Regions from separate parts of the Mus musculus genome. Here region 1 is linked to region 2. The links are chromatin contacts, called in public promoter capture Hi-C maps. All regions are on one chromosome and are shown on one strand. The core of a region is the stretch at or near the end of the contact, and the rest is flanking DNA. Distances in the headings are between cores, read along the strand shown. Region 1 holds the start of Ccl9 (chemokine (C-C motif) ligand 9). Region 2 holds the start of Ccl5 (chemokine (C-C motif) ligand 5).

Region 1 (5,708 bases), core at 3,139-5,638, 48 kb after region 2:
AAATACATCCTTGATATGAAGTCTACATTGGAATAAACTATATTTCTGGAAATTTAAAAATTGTACCATGGGCCGGGTGGTGGTGGCGCACGCCTTTAATCCCAGCACTCGGGAGGCAGAGGCAGGCGGATTTCTGAGTTGGAGGCCAACCTGGTCTACAGAGTGAGTTCCAGGACAGCCAGGGCTACACAGAGAAACCCTGTCTCGAAAAACAAAAACAAACAAACAAAAAATTAAAAAAAAATTGTACCATGATATCTTTTGTTTTGAAGAAAATATTCAAAGTTACCTGACTCCCTCTGTTTCTTTTCCACTGCAGATTCAATAAAAGCGAGTGAGATGCTTTCTCCCTAACAGCCCAATTTCAGCCCATAGTCCTAGGAAACTGAAGCAAAAGAGGCAGACAGACCTGTGGCTGCATAGATGCACTTTATTAGTGGCTTACTGATGGAGGGGTGGTGGGAAAATCAGCTGGGTCCTTACAAACACAGACATACTACTGGGCTAAGGCAGAATTTATTTCATCCTAGTTGAATGTACCTGGGTTGCCATAAGTGACTATCAGAACCAGACACATTCCAAAGTCCCACAGACCACTCTCACAGTTTATCCACTTAAAATCCGCTGGGAAACCGAGTGGAAGAACTTGAGTGATTCTGAGGCAGTTAGGATGGCTGTAGCTCAAGATGGTCATGTCAAGGTGAATTTATAAAGAATACTGTAAATACTACTAACTAAAGGGCAAAATAGGGCATCAGTTTTCTTTGGAATTGGAATTATAGATAGTTTGAGCTGCCATCTAAGTGGGAATTGAACCCAGGTCCTCTGGAAGAGCAGCAGGTGCTCTTAACCACCAAGCCATCTCTCCAGACCTTGCCCATTTATCTCAATCAAATATTATGTGTAGTCATTGAGGTCAGCTTCAGACCTTCCAGGCATCTGAGTTTTCAGATGACTGGGGTTGGCACAGACAAGTTTCCCCTCTGTGACAAAGCCAGATATGCCACTTTAAAGTGGAACAGAAAAAAAAAATGTTTATATACCTATAAAAATAAACACTTAGAGCCACTTAGGTGGTCACTGGGGAAGACCAAAGAAAGTAGCTGGCAGTTCACACCCTTCTCTTCAAGCAAATGTTATTGTTTGTAGGTCCGTGGTTGTGAGTTTTGCTCCAATCTTTCAATGCATCTCTGAACTCTCCGATCACTGGGGTTGGCACAGACCTGGAACCCCCTCTTGCTGATAAAGCTGAAGAAAAAGGAGAAGAAAGATTATAATCAGAGTTAATCTAGTAAAGGGGTGGTGGGAGCCCCATCCTCTGAACCTTCTGATTTTCCACTCAACAGTCTGTTCTTTCCAGGAGGTAGCTCAGCACCATCATCCCCTCTCTGGGGCCCCCTCTAGACCTGTGAGGGTCTCTAAGGACTCATGGAGTGACTCTGCTAGCTGTTTCCTTCTCTACACCCTGAAGTATCCCCCCTCCCACCTGGTGAGATCCAAGAATGGGTCTTCTCTGGAAGTCTATCCACCAGGCCATCTAAGATCCTGGAGGCTCCCCCTCCCCATAACACACAATGAGTGAATTTGACACTTACATGATGCCCGGCCTGGTACACCCACCACTGGTGGGAAAATAACCTATAAATCTTGAACACTGAATCCGTGAGTTATAGGACAGGCAGCAATCTGAAGAGTCTTGAAAGCCTGCAAGAAAACAAGGGGGCACTCAAAGGCCAGGTCATTGCTGGGGTGATGGTCCCATGGGGGCATAAGAAGGCCCCGGGACTCAGGGGAGGCTTCCCCTCACCCTGCACTCATTGTCATCTCTTTCTGCACCTTTGAGTGGGCCTAACGTGGACCACAATCAGGCTGGGAACATGTCCATAGAAGGGAAGCCATGCGCAGTCACCTATAGGTGACTTCTGCCCCAAGGCAGACTCGGTGCATAGAGAAGGCACATCTGTAGGGAATACTAATGGCCCATCCTGATCTTCTTGAAGATTTTTGGACAGCATCCTCAACCACCCTCATGACCTTGTTCTGTTCTGTCATCGGGTAGGGGGATGCTCTGGTGTTGATCTGCAACCACCTGGTGCTTCTCAGTACAAGCTGTAATGAAATATTTACCCATGTGAAACATTTCAATTTCAAGCCCTTGCTGTGCCTTCAGACTGCTCTGGACTTCTTTTGTCTCTGTTGCTGGAAGAGACAGAGGGCAGAGGTTAGCATCATTGTCTTAGCATCTCTACTCACCATCCCCACCCCGATTCTTGCCAAGGCTGAGAAGGCTCTGCTGAGGACCACCATCACACACTTGGAGTCTAGGATCTGCTCTAGACTCATTTATCCCCTTAGGTGACATGAGATTTTTCTGGGATCTTAAAAAACAAAACAAAACAAAAAAACCAAAAACTCTATTGACTTGAAGCACAAACCCCTTTGGTGACACAAAGTCCCTTGAAGTGAAATGAGGCTCCTAATAGTCCACATTTATATAAATGCCTGATTAAAGGACACACTGAAGAAAAAACCATCAGGGATGTTGAGTGACATCCAGCAATGTATCACTTTTTAAAATCCATAATAATCCTTTATCCCAAATATATCGAAGCCCAAAGATTGTTGCTAAAGGATTGGGAATTTGCATTGTGCTAAGACAAGACTACTAATCCCTTATATCATGTCTTCAATGGTTGCATATGAATTATCTGTAGTAGGGTGCACGGCTATTATTTAACAAGTTTGATGTGGTGTGGGTGGCTTCCAAAGTAAATCTTAAGAAGCAGTGCCTGTTCTTGAACGCATGATTACTAATCTGCCTCTTAGTCTTACCCATCACTACTCATGCGGTCTTACATTATTGAAGGCTGTTCCAATTCTCTGTTTCAGTTATCTGGTTTGAAAAGTGAGCAGGGCAATAATATATACAAGGCTTGCTTGTCTTCTAACTTCTTCTTTTTCTACAAGAATGATGCATTTCCATTTGTCCCACCCCTCAGGGATGCCAGAGGAAGAATGAATCAACATCTGGACAGTTGAGCAATAGCTAACTCTACTAACTGTATTTTGTTTTCTGCATATTATGGTATTCTGGCATACTTAAAATCCTGACCACAGGGAGGGGCTAACTGCTTCTTAACCAACTCTCACTGAGCCCAGCACCCAACCTTTATCATTCTCAAACACCATGTTGGTATTTCCCTTGCCCTAACTCTTCCTAAAGCTAGATCCTTAAAGACCATCCATATATACAAAGTCTGCTCGACTTCTTCAGTCTAGGAAATCTTAACTGAACCCTGCATTGTGCCCTTCCTCTTTTCCAGTATCTCCAATAAAGAATCTGACACAAGTTTCTCTATTTCATTACTTATGCCTCCTGGCCTAACTCCAATATTCTCCTTGGCTCTGTGAGACATGATGTATCTCTCCTCCTTAGAAAAGTTGAGGAATACATTCTTTTATTTCACAGGACCTCTCTGTGTTGAGCCCTGGTCACCTCCATAAACTAAAATATCATAGCTTCAGATGAAATGGTGACCTTGGATGAGCCATTGGCCTGACTGGTCCCAATGCCTTAAAAATGATGGTTCTATACTAGCTGACATCTAATAACTCTAGCATCACAGAGTTTTATATTCATTTCTACAAATGTATGCTTTAATTATAGTTATTTCGATCTAACTACAATGTCAGCTAGGATTGGCTAGGAAAAGTTATCAAATAATTCTAGCTATGAAAAAGGAAAACATTTGCTTCTCCAAATGGAAGCAAGCCATTTGTGTACCAGCTTCCAGACCAGACCCTTCCTAATGCTGCAGCCTTTTAATACAGTTCCTCATGTCGTGGTGATCCCCAACCATAAAGTTATTTCATTACTACTTTATAACCGTAATTTTGTTACTGCTATGAATCATAATGTAAATATCTATGTTTTCTGATGGTCTTAGGCAAGCCCTGTGAAGAGGTTGTTTGACTTCCAAAAAGGGTGGCAACCGGTAGTTGAGAACCACTGATCCAGGGGCTATAGCCAGAGGCAGGTCTGTACTAAGTAAATTCCATTGCTCTGTCTGGGATGGAAATTATTAAATGCTGCCCCTTCTGGAACTCCCCCCAAATTTTCAGTTACCACCACAGGACTCACCATGTGTGATCTGGGCCCAGATTCCAAGAGCAGTTGTAAGAATGAGGAAGGAGAGGGCAGTATGAAAAGGCTTCATCTTCTTAGTGGGCAGACCCAGCTGGCCTTCAGACTGCTTGCTGTTCCTGGCCCGGTCTTGCTATTTATACATGTAAGAGGATCAGGAAGTCCCTGGGGTACAGCTCATAATGCCCTCCTTTGACTACATAACACCCAACATGCTAGTTCTAAGAGAGGGAACAGTGTGCAGTGGGAAGTGGAGGGCAAAGGTGACTTGGGGCTTTCCAAAGTTCAAATTGATTCAGAGAGAGTAAATATTTCCAGAAGGATTTCTCCTTTTATAAAATTCATTCACTCCTTTAGCTCTGGCCACAGGGTGGGAGTGAGGGATCCTTCTAGACCCCTGATGAGAGGTTAGCTTGGAGGACGCTGGCTTATGCTCATTGACAGCTGACCGACAGATATAGATTATAAAAGTAAACTTATATGTCTTGCCAGAGATATATAAAATTGTTGTCAACTCCTTCTTTAATTATTTTTCTTTAATTTTTAAAGATTTATTTTATATCCATGTTTTGCCTGCATGTGTGTATGTCTACCACATACATGCAGTGCTGTGCAGGTCAGAAGAGGGTGTTAAATTCCCTGGTACTAGAGTTACAGATGGTTGTGAGCCATCATGTGGATGCTGAGAACTGAAGCCAGCAAGTGTCCTTAACCGCTGAGCCAACTCTCCAGCCCCTTTAGATATTTTTAATATACTTTAACATCAGAGGAAAAAAAATCTTTAGAACGTCTGTCAGAAGAAACATCTAAGGCTGGTTGGGGTGGTGTTCACCACTTGGTGTCAGCACTTGGGAGCCAGAGGCAGGTGTGTGTGTGTGTTTGAGGCCAGTCTGGTCTACACACTCAGTTATCCAATCTCCGTGAGTTTGTGAATGTTTGCTGTTCATTTGTGGTTTTAGTCTGATGTGGTCAAATAGAATAGGAAGAGAGGGCTAAAGAGCCAGCTCACTGGTTTAGAGCACTTGTTGCTTTTTCAGAGGACCCAGGTTCAGTCTTCGTGAGTTTCATTAGCCTCTTTCTATCAAGGGAGGATCCCCTTTCTCCTTGAGTTATGAAGGAGCCCTTTGCTGGCAATACTGTCCTGGGCTGGAGGTTCATGTCTTCCAAAGCTTGAGGAACGCCTCTCCAAGCTCTCTGTTACGCTGATGGACATCTCCTGACACATGACTTAGTGGTTCTCTCTTGATGCTTTTTACACATTTTCTTTGTTTTGAATACTTAGTACTATAACTTTAATTATAATATGACAAGAAGAAGTTCTTTTTGGGTCTTGTCTCTTTGGTGTTCTAAATGACTTCTCTATTTGATTAGATGTTTCTTTGCCTAATTTAGGAAATTTTTTTTGGCTATGATTTCACTGGAAATGTTTTCTGTGCATTTGGAAAGAACTTCACTCTTTTATATCTGTGATTATTAGACTTTATCTTCTCCTCATGTATTAAATAGCCCAAAGTCCAACTCATGCCTTTTCATTAATTCATCTTTTTCCTTGACACTTTCTGCT
Region 2 (5,686 bases), core at 2,842-5,341:
TTGTTGCTCTTGGCATTCTAAGCCTGTAGCCAGGGAGTCAAAAGGCTAGGATACCAACTCCAGCTATCAAGATTGCTCAGGCCCCCATTTCCCCGTCCTTTATACAGTATGTGATACCAAAGAACAAATCTCCTTTGCTAAGTCTTTCCTTCTTTCCTCCACTTTTGGAGCCTCTGTTCATCTGACTTCCCCTTCCACCTGTCTCTTAAGAGCAGGTGTCCTCAAAGAAATTGTCCCCCTTACCTTCTCCCTTTTCCAATCTCTGGCCCCAGGCCTGCATATAGTTGATGCTTGGTGAATATTGGATGAATGACTGGATGAAAGAATCACATTCATTCATTCTTACCACATGTATGCATTCATGTGCGCACGCACACACACACACACACACCTGTGCACACATGTGTGCGCACACACACAGACACACAAATAATATCAATAGTAAGTTGATACTTCTTTATACCCATTATGTGCCAGGGAATGGTCTAAGTGATTTTTTTTTTCTGTGTCCTAGTGAAAGAAATGCCTTAATTATCCTCTTTTGGAACTACCTCAGAGAGGTTGAGGGGCCCCAGTTTATCAAACAACATAACTAGGATTCTAGCATGCAGACCAGCTGGGTGGCCAAGGATGACTAAGACAATGTTGCCCAGCCTCTTTTATTGGCAGTTCCTGGACTCTGTCTTCAGCCCTTGGGTTGCACTCCATCTGGCATCTCCATGGATTATCTTGCTGGAACTTTGCTTGGTTCCTTCCTCTTTACACAGTTGGCCCTCTAGACCTGCACACCTGCACACCTCTCCGTCTCTGACTGGGAACCTCAGCATCTGCATCTCTTCTGTCCTTGCTCCTGACCACAAGTCCCTCACTCTGGCTGACTCATCCTCCCACACTCCTGACTCTTGTTTCTTCTGGCCTCCAGGTACCACCACTCTGCTGACAATAGTACACGTGTGGGTGACTTCAACCGCCTCTTCTCCAGACCCCCTCCTAGGCTTTGTCTGGACCTGGTCATTTTACTCTTGCCAGCTCTAGGTTTTGCTTCAGTTTCCTGACACTTGAGGTGCCCTCTGCTTTCCTACATATGTCCCTACAAACCAACGTAGGTGTCCATGTGTTCTCAGATACACCCGTGTCACACACATCAGATACACCCATGTCACACACACTTCTCTACTCCTAATCTTGACACAAATAGCATCTTTTTACAGTAATCACCTGCCTCACCCTTGAAGCTAGACACACCCCCTCCTCTCCTCTAGTATGGTTTTATAGGGTGCCGTAGATCATTCTGTGTCCAACTTATCAGTCTTACTAGATGAAATTTCCATAGCCAAGGATGACAATTTTATTCATCTCTGCCGGCTCATAATAGGTTCTCAAGGAAGGATTTTCTTTAAAAAGTTTTATTTTAGAGCTAAATTTGGTAATATTAAATAGTAATATTACACTGAAGTTCATCTTTGCCAGGGTTAAAAAAAGTCATTGGATTAAAACTCTTCAACCTTTTATTGGAAACTTTATGATTTCTTCTTTTTCTTTTTTACATTTATGTAGATGAGTATTCATCTGCATGTATTTGTGCACCACATGTGTGCCTGAGGAGGTCAGAAGAGGGTATTGGATCCCCTGGAACTGGAGTTACAGAGTGAGCCATTATGTAACGAGTGAGCCATCATGTAACCAGTGAGTCACCATGTAACGAGTGAGCCGCCATGTAACGAGTGAGCCACCATGTAACCAGTGAGCCACCATGTAACGAGTGAGCCACCATGTAACGAGTGAGTCACCATGTAACGAATGAGCCACCTTGTAACGAATGAGCCAACGTGTGGATGTTGGGATGGAGGTTGATCCTCTGCAAGAGCAAGCAGTGCTCTTAACCATGGAGCCATCTCTCCAGCTCTCCGTTTTCACTCTGTAAATCGTTATCATCTTAAGCTTCTTAAGCTATCCTGTCACTAATGACTTTATTTTAATACAGGAAGTAGGTCCAGAGACAGACTGCATCCCTCACTTACTGTGCAGCTTTGAGTAGGCCTGCAAATGCCTCTGAATCTGTTTCATTACGTGGAGAAATTTGTGCATACCCGCCAGGGCTATGCACAATTTAGAGACAGTACACATAGACACAACATGCCAGCAAGCACCCTATTATATTCCCCAAATCTATCAATATGCATATTTAAAGCTGAGTCTCATTATAACTTCTTAAATGGATAGGGTTTTAGATTTTATTTACTTGATTGAAATTAGGGAACTGACCTTGATCCATCCTCCCTAGTTCCTCAGAGGATTAGGCAAAGGTTGGTGTCCTAGGAACTGTGTCTATCTCTATAGGCAGGAGCCTCTAAGGCTACGGTTCTCAACCTTCCTAATGCTGCGGCCCTTCTCATGTTGTGGTGACCCCCAACCATAAAACTATTTTTGTTACTGTTTCATAATTGTAATGTTGTTACTGTTATGAATTGTAATGTCAATATTTTTGGAGATAGAGATTTGCCAAAGGGGACCCGACCCACAGATTGAGAACTGCTGCTCTAGGGCTCCCTGTGTCTAGTCCTTTAATGTTACAGTTGGAGACTCTGAGCTGGAGACGAGGAGCCATAGCTATTAGAGGAGCCCAGAGAGTGAGTGGGAGTGAGAGGGGGCACCCCTGAGAAGGATCACGGCGGGGTTGTGGGATGGCTTCTATACCCCACAGAGGAACCCATGGGGCTGAGACTCACACGACTGCAAGATTGGAGCACTTGCTGCTGGTGTAGAAATACTCCTTGACGTGGGCACGAGGCAGCGCGAGGGAGAGGTAGGCAAAGCAGCAGGGAGTGGTGTCCGAGCCATCTGGGAGAAGGAAGAAAGGAAACCCTTTTATTCATTGCCAGCTATGCTGGGCTCTTTACACGATTTATCTTAAAAGCAGTGACTGTCGTTGTCGACCTTGGCAGAAATGGCTCAGAGGACACATTTGCCATGGTGGAGAGTTCAACAGAAGCCTGTTTTGTCTGGTCCGTGAGCCAAGCCTGTGCCTTGTGCTCTGTACCGTAAGCCCCTGCTGGGATCCCTCTCCTCGCTCTGTGCCTTCTGCCCTTAGCAGGGCTTTCAGAGCTCCCCTGGTGGATTCAAAGCTTGGTGTCTTCGAGGTGTAGCATGAGTTCTGGGGGAGTGCCCAAGCCGAAGCTCCATAACTTAGTGACGATCCTAAGAGGGGCCTGAAAGTGCACATAGCATCCTGGGACCTGGCTGGCCTGTAGCGAGGGGCTCTGACCAGAGAAGCTCTTGGTGGTCACTTAATTCATCCCACAGCAGAGCTGTGGTGCTTAGCTTCCCAGTCAGATAGGGCTTTTGGAATACCAGTTTCCACAATTGTAGCAGTGTGCACCCTTAGACAAGAATCTCAGTGTTCTTAGGCCTCTGTTTCCCACTGCAACACAAGAGCAACTACTGAAAGACTATTTGTATTAAACAGGATGGCACATTAAACTCATTTGCACAGTGCCTGACCCACGGTAGGTACTTAGTTCACTATCTATCTATCTATCTATCTATCTATCTATCTATCTATCTATCTATCTACCTATTTATTTTGCAAGCCCCATTTCTTTTCTCACTATGAAATGAAAGACCATCCTACCTAAAACAGTATCACACATTTCTTAGAAACCACACTGGTGACAGATATGAGCAAGTCATTTTTCAAAGGTCAGCCCGGCACCAGTTCACAATAAGGAGTGCCTGCAGAATTCATAATATCATCTTTGAAGACACAGAAAAGTTCCTCAGAGGATCCTGCCATTAGTATACAAGACATCTAACAGTGATGACAGGGTAGCCGTGTCAAGGATGCGTAAGAATGTACAGCAGCATACACAGTAGGATTGGAAAGAAGGGGAGGTCTGGGTATCAAGATGGGTTGGCATCGAGGCAGAGTGGGGCTGTGATGGTCAGAACCCTCGACTTACATGGTGAGGCAGGTGCGGGGGTGCAGAGGGCGGCTGCAGTGAGGATGATGGTGAGGGCAGCTGCAGAGATCTTCATGGTACCCGCGGCAGAGGCTGTGGGAGATGCATGTGCTGTCTCAGAGTCCTCTGCAAGGGGTGCTCTGCAGCTCAGGCAGACCTTTTATAGGGAGCCAGGGTAGCAGAGGAAGTGCCCCCCCCCAGCCCCAGGACTTGGGGAGTTTCCACAAAAGACACCAAACACTTGTTGCTGTCATAAAATGAAAACACAAAATGGAAAAGAAAACTGAAATCACCCTTGGAAGTATGACTCTGCCTCTAACTGCCCTCCAGTCCAGGATGACTCCCTCTCTGGCCAAATACAGTAGGGGAAAATTTCTTCCTCCCCCTCCCCCTCCCCCTCAGATCTGCCGTCCCACTCAGGGCCTCTCCAGGTAGCAGGGAGCTGTTGTCTTAAGGCAAGTAGGGGTCAGTTAAGGTCAAGCCATTGGTCTTCACTTGGCAAATTCCCAAGTTGTAGCCCAGACTTGATTTTGGTCTTTCTGTTTTCTCCATGGAAGAGTATTTGTCATGAGCATACCATATCAGAAACAGACCACACTTGTGTCATTGATAACAATAAGTTAACAAGGTATAGGAGATTTGTTGTAAGGAATTTGCCAGGTAATCCTGATTCCCAGATAACTAGGTAGATATAGGCATACTTACACTTAGTGTGTGACATGTGATCTGAGAGTTAACATTAGTAACTAAGATGGGAACAAAAGAGTTGTGTCCTCTATGTCCATCTATTATCTATCTGTAATATCTATTTATTGTCTGTCTGTCTGTCTGTTTGTCTAGGAGTCAAGGGATCTGATAGGGCTACAAAGAATCTCTGTGGAAATAAAGATTTAAAAAAAGTGTGTGTGTGTGTGTGTGTGTGTGTGTGTGTGTGTGTGCATGTGTGTGTGCATGTGTGTGTGTACATGTGTGTGTACATATGTGTGTGCATGTGTGTGCATGTGTGTACATGTGTGTGTGCATGTGTGTGCATGTGTATGTGCGCATGTGTGTGAATGGTGGGCACAGGAGGATGCCTAACATTCAATCAGTGTGTGAATGGTGGGCACAGGAGGATGCTTAGCATTCAATCAGTCTCCGCCTTATTCTTTGTTGAGGTGCCTAGTCCAGAGTCAAGCTTCAGGGCCACAGGTCAGAGCTGAACGTCACAGTCTAGTCCCAGCATAGGAGCAAAATGTAAAGAACATGGATGCAGTGGAGGGGAATGGGAGGCTGGGTCAAGATAGACAATGGGAAAGCAAACGGATGGCAGGTCCAAGTGGATGGGCCAGCGGGTGGTAGTTCCAGAAGGCGTGCCACAGTGGGAATGGATCTAAGCTCCAACTCCTGGGACAGTCTGCAATTCTCTGGCTGTCAGTCCTGTGACACACACACCATGTGGCCAGATGACAGGCTGGTGGAGGCTGTTACCATCATGATGTTAGCTCTTCTCTTTATGGGGTCCAGGTGAGAGTGCTGATGCATTCAGTAAGTTCTTGGACCTATTTGTTTTTAGATGATTTAAACATACTGATGTGCTCATATGGTCCCAAGTCTGTCCTGTTTGTTTTTCATTTTTTTTAAATACATTTTTGGGATGTCATCCTTTTATACATTTAGACAAAAGTTATTAACCATCTGTGCCTATGGTTGGTGCCAGACAGAGTGCCCACCAAGGTACAGAGTCA

What was found. Promoter capture Hi-C pulls out the DNA fragments that hold promoters and counts their contacts.
Region 1: a contact with region 2 is called in a promoter capture Hi-C map of macrophages, with 10 read pairs. The contact joins the promoter of Ccl9 here to the promoter of Ccl5 in region 2. A contact is called at or near these places in 2 of 39 promoter capture datasets (cranial neural crest and macrophages), 1 of 15 datasets of contacts at CTCF or cohesin (the NIH/3T3 cell line), 1 of 484 Hi-C or Micro-C datasets (macrophages), 5 of 115 datasets of contacts at active chromatin or transcription factors (CD8 T cells, the HPC-7 cell line, double positive thymocytes and 2 more) and 3 of 9 other capture datasets (adipose tissue, liver and pancreatic islet).

The regions. Positions count from the first base shown.
Region 1 is chr11:83,574,248-83,579,955 of GRCm38.p6, forward strand. It overlaps Ccl9 (chemokine (C-C motif) ligand 9), which reads right to left and starts at 4,389. Exons shown (of 4, transcript NM_011338.2): 1 at 4,142-4,389; 2 at 2,128-2,199; 3 at 1,596-1,704; 4 at 1-1,248. The coding sequence starts at 4,217. The coding sequence ends at 1,137.
Region 2 is chr11:83,526,427-83,532,112 of GRCm38.p6, forward strand. Ccl5 (chemokine (C-C motif) ligand 5) reads right to left here and starts at 4,092. Exons shown (of 3, transcript NM_013653.3): 1 at 3,960-4,092; 2 at 2,730-2,841. The coding sequence starts at 4,035. All of the region lies in intron 2 of Gm32650 (a long non-coding RNA gene), which reads left to right.